Linked DNA regions of Hordeum vulgare: region 2 is linked to region 1. A link is a contact called in public Hi-C data. All regions are on one chromosome and are shown on one strand. The core of a region is the stretch at or near the end of the contact, and the rest is flanking DNA. Distances in the headings are between cores, read along the strand shown.

Region 1 (2,700 bases), core at 47-2,546:
TCCACAGACGTTTAGGGAGTCATGTTTGCTATGTTTATAGATGCTCTAAGAATGGTTGAACCAAGAGCAACTAGGGACACATTTAGTAGGTTGCATATAGCTGGGTCTGGCGGACCGTTTGGTTGTGTACAAGGAGCTGTGATTCGCATCGGCACGAAACTTAAAGTATCCCATAGTCTGATTCGTTGCTAACGTTTTGAATCGTTTGTTTCCAGCGAGCCAGGTTAAGTCGGGTGCAAAAGCAAGACGCCACGTAGGGTGCAGTACAGGGGGTTCGGTCGAAGATGGCGGGAGGAGAGAAATTGGTGGAGGCGGTATGGCGCGAATATACCCTCATCATCCCATTTACTCGCTCATCCCTAATCAGACCCTGGCGGGAAAATGAACCGTTTGGTTGCGTGCAATGAGGCCTGATTTACATCGGGACGAAATTTAAAAACACCCCACAGGCCGCTCGAACCGGTCGTTTCCAAAATCATGCGCTCAAATCTCGAACCGTTTTTACTGTTGGATTTCTCGTGTTAAGATCTTCAAAACTAGATGCCATGTTGAAAGGTTTTGACGAAAAGAAAAATCAGAAAAAGGGGACAAAAAATCGTGCCTCTTGCGATAAAAAACAAAAAATGCATTTTTTCGCCTTTTCCCCTTTCCGGGAGACATGGTCGTGCGTCTATCAGGGCAAAAATGTGCTTCTCGCGAAAGCAAAATCATGTCTCTCGCGAAAAAAACACGTATTTTTTCTCTTTCCGAGAGGCACGGTCATGCCTCTCACGAAGGCAAAATCATGCCTCTCGCGGAAGCAAAACAGTGCCTCTTACAAAAAAACGGAAAACGCATTTTTTCCTTTTCGAGAGGCACGAGCGTGCCTCTCGCGAAGGCAAAATCGTGCCTATCATGAAAGACAAAACCATGTCTTTCGCAAAAAAACCATGAAACGTGTTTTTCCACGCAAAAAAAATGATTTTTATCCGTCAAGAAGCTAAGAAAAACCGATGAAAAAACGAAACACAAAAAAAAGTAAAAAACCATTTTAAAAAACCAAAAATGCATCCAGATTTTATATAAAACAAAAAAATTCGAAAGAAAAGCTGAAAGCGCGACATATGACGACGGCTGAGAATGGGTTAAATGATGATGCAATGGGAGTGCTTGCTGGCAGACTTCCGAAAAACACTCACTACCTAGTTGCTCTCTCGAAGCATGGGTAATAAAATATTCATAACAATCTTTGACGGACCACGGTCTAGTTCGGCCCGAGAAAGCTGCGCCCATGCTGGTGCCCCTACCGCCGAGCCACTGCAACACGGGACCTCCTATACACCGCGTTCTGCGACACATTCCCGATCAAACAAACATGAGGACTCCTCCCTGGACCGGCCCAATATATTATGCCTATAGCCCAGTATCGAAAATACAGGAAAAAAAACAAACGCTTGATCGGAATTAAACCCAGAACATCCAGCATTCATTCACCGACTCAGTTTTCGTGACACACAAATAGTACTAGCATTTAAGAAACCATCAACCAGAACGACATGTTGTACGAAATCAAACGGATACTGTCGCGGCCGGTCCACACACTGTAGTGAACCAATCATTGGTACTGTAGCTATGATTTTTTTAGAAGATTTTTCAAAAACAAGACTAGTATTAAGTATGAAACGTTTGTTGGAAAACACAAACATGTTTGAAATACGAATTGATTTCAAATATTCAAAGTTTTTCTAAAACGTCACCACTTTCAAAAATGTGAATCTTTTAAACTCCCAAAAATAATTTTAAAACAGAACCAACTTTTGTAAACACGAATTTTTTTTTAAACTCCCAAACAAAAGAAAAAAAACGCAAACAATTTTGTAAACGTGAACATTTTTGGAAAATTACAAACAAAATTCAAAAACCTTATTGGGATTTTCAAAATACGAATAGTTTTTCGAAAATACGAACATTTTTCTCAAATTACGAACAATACGTTGAAAAACGTAACATTTTTTGAAATATACGAACATTTTTGGAAAACAAGCAAACATCTTCTGAAGAAATTTGAAATATATGAACAAAATTGTAAAAGTATAAACATTTTTCGAATTGTGAAGAAATTTTGAAATTGTGAACTTTTTCGAATTGTGAACAAATATTGAAACAGGAACAAAATTCAAATTCGCGAACAAAATTATAAAATGATGAATATTTTTAGAATTGTGAACAAATTTTGAAACCAAGAATAGTTTTCAAATTGTGAACAAATATTGAAACATGAACAATTTCAAATTCGCAAACAAAATTATAAAATTAAGAACTTCTTTCCAATTATGAAAAAAAATTGGAACCACAAACAGTTTTTGAATTGTGAACAAATTTTGAAATATGAAAAAGTTATAAAATTATGAATTTTTAAATTTGTGAGTAAATTTGAAAACCATAAAAAAATTCGAATTTTGAACGTATTTGCAACATGAACAAATTTAAAATTCGTGAATAAAATTATAAAATTATGGACATTTTTTGAATTATGAACAAATAATTTCTTAATTGTGAATACATTTTAAAACCATGAATATTTTGCGAATTGTGAAGAAATTTGAAATTTTAAAACGCGAACAAATTTTGAAACTGTGAAAATTTATTATGAAGTAAACTTGCAAAAAATAAAATATATAAAAAAGTGAAAAATACAAAACAGGGGAGTAAAGAAAAAAA
Region 2 (2,714 bases), core at 32-2,531, 590 kb after region 1:
CTAGCCCGTAGAGGATGGCCAAATTGTGGCCTCTGTCAGCTTTGCAAAATAGAACCGGAAACTGCTACCCATCTCTTTTTTAAATGCCGCTACTCGGTCAGGATTTGGAACTCAATCAATGACTGGCTGGGGATTCCTTCACAGACCAACTCATGGGCAGATCTCCCGTCTGTCCAGAAGTGCTAGGATGCTGATGGCCTAGCCACCAGCACATGCAAAAAGGCCTTAAAATATCTGAAGATGCTAATATGCTCGGTAATTTGGAACGAGAGGAATGCCAGGGTATTTCAAAACAAGGCATCCTTGCCTGCCCATGTTGTTGCTTCTATTAAGGTCGAGGCACAATTATGGATAAAAGCTGGAGCTAAGTCTCTTGGAAACATTTTCCCGGAGGCATTTAACCTGTTTCCTATTTTGGCCTGAGTGGCCATGTAACCATAAATCTGTACTGCTCTCTTCTTAATTAATTCGATGAGGCAAATATTTTGCCTCCGTTTCAAAAAAAAATCATAACTTGTCAGAAATAGAATCTAAAAATAAAGATACCCGCATGGTTTTTTTATGGGCAATATCTAATGTGATTTATGCGAAGCAATTTTAATTAGTGACCAAGTAGAATCAATATTTTACGTACTAGAAAGCAGTTACGGAAGCAAAGAAAGTCAGCGAGGGTACCGAGCGTGTTCAGCTAAAACAGATACACGAAACAATCAATTAACGAACCAATCTAACAAACCATGTGTGGTCCATGCTAGCAGATAGAACGGCTAACATGCTTCTATTCCAATGGTCTCAAACTAGTCGATGAGAGGCAAGGGATCAGTAGTCTGATCCCTAGCGCTGTCATTATGTAATTAAATAGCACATGCTTTGGATGTGAAGGAAACCTAATTATCGGTGTGCCTGACTGAACGTCTGACAAATATGGTTCGTGTGTAGCTCTTTCGGCGGCAAGTGATTTGGCTTCACGCACTGTTTAATGCAATGCATTGATTTCAAAAAAAAAGGTACGTACGGGCTACAACTTCAGTTTGCTTCGGAAAGCTGGTACCAGGACTTTCTCAAAAGAAAAAGAAAAACTGGTAGCAGGAGACCCGCATATTTTACTCGTGCTGGAATGAATTCACCGCAGGCCGCAAAAGTGGTCAGTTAGACTGCTCAAAGTATCACATCAGAATACCTCCCAAGTCCAGAAACAAAACTCAAACCCGGTCTTGGCCATGTCTGCGTCGAGACAGATTCCTGGCGCCTTCTGCCCGGGCGCGGCGACGGCGATGGGATTCATGGCATGGGTCACGGTCACCCTGATGGGCAGAGCTCAGCATGCGTCAGCTCGTAACACGGATCTCACGCGTCTTGGTTCTTCATGTCAATCTCAGATTGATTTGTCACATTTATCCGTGCAGGCAGGGACGCAAGAGAAAAGCAATACGTGACGGCGTGCGTGGCCTGGTATCACAAATCCACGTCGCCGGATATACAGGGTATAGAATACGTGGTCCGGTGCCGACGTTGTTAGTCGGCCAACACACATCATTGTTAAGCTGTTATGATGTGACAACTGTCACACGCTCCCTCACGCGTTGATGGTTTTAGAGAATCTACACGCTCTCACTAAGACTGACTGTAGGTGCACTTATAAAAGCTAATCATAAATTTAATTGGTAACGCGTCATTTTTTACCAATGTCATTTTTTTTTTAAATAACGGTAACGTTGACATATTTGTTATGTCATTACTAATACCCATAGGGCATTTCGAACCGGTCCTCTATAACAGAGTATATTTAGCTTATATTTAACTTTTTATTTCATTAATTGGTACCTAACAGATCCCCAATACGGATTAAGGGAGCATAATTTTATTTCTTTTTCTAGAAAAGTCCTATTTATACCCACTTTGTCCTCCGTCGAGTAGAACGGTGCATTTCTTCCTTGTTGCCACTCCTGTGACGTCCTCGATTTAATCGTATGCTAATCATACACGCAATGCATACGATCAAACTCAAAGACTCACGGGAAGATATCACAACACAACTCTAAATACAAATAAAACAATATCAGCTTCATATTACAAGCCAGGGGCCTCGAGGGCTAAAATACGTAAGCTCAATAAACACACAAGTCAGCGGAAGCAACAATATCTGAGTACACGCATAAAATATGGGGTGCCTTAGAGAAGGCTAACACAAAATATACAACGATCGAACGAGGCGAGGCCTCTTGCCTGGGAACCTCCTAACTACTCCTGGTCTTCAGCGGCCTCCACGTAGTAGTAGGCACCGTCGATGTAGTAGTCGTCGTCGGCGGGAACCTCCATCTCCTGGGCTCCATTATCTCGTCGCAGCAATGGATCAAGAGGGGAAAGGGGAGCAAAGCAACGGTGAGTACTCATCCAAAATACTCGCAAGTCTTACATCAGAACTATTCTAGGTATGCATCAGTATTAAAAACAGGGTGGTTATATGTGGACCGACTGCAGCAATGCGAGAATAGAGAGAGAATGCCTAGTCCTATCGAAGACTAGCATCTTCAGGGTCTTGCAGCAATAGACGAGAGTAGAACAGGTGTAACACATTAATAGTCATATTGTTGGAGGAGTATTAAAGTGAGGTCACGCCCAGAGATCCTCCCTCGACTCCCTGCGAGGAAGCAATCCCGAGGCAACTAAATCTAGTTAAGTAAAATTGTAGTTGTATAAGATCAGGGCACAAC

What was found. Hi-C and Micro-C count contacts between places; a contact is called where the count stands out from the background.
Region 2: a contact with region 1 is called in a Hi-C map of leaf, with 4 times the contacts expected there. The contact joins two enhancer-like sites. A contact is called at or near these places in 3 of 6 Hi-C or Micro-C datasets (leaf and seedling).

Annotation. Positions count from the first base shown.
Region 1 is chr5H:286,093,900-286,096,599 of MorexV3_pseudomolecules_assembly, forward strand. No RefSeq gene overlaps it. Among protein-coding and RNA genes, the nearest start is that of LOC123395893, 270 kb to the left of the region's middle. Within about 2 kb of position 1,297, at least 3 of the 3 cell types and tissues checked have open chromatin away from gene starts, as enhancers often do. A contact at or near this core is called in leaf, where this site is marked.
Region 2 is chr5H:286,681,175-286,683,888 of MorexV3_pseudomolecules_assembly, forward strand. No RefSeq gene overlaps it. Among protein-coding and RNA genes, the nearest start is that of LOC123395658, 200 kb to the left of the region's middle. Within about 2 kb of position 1,282, at least 2 of the 3 cell types and tissues checked have open chromatin away from gene starts, as enhancers often do. A contact at or near this core is called in leaf, where this site is marked.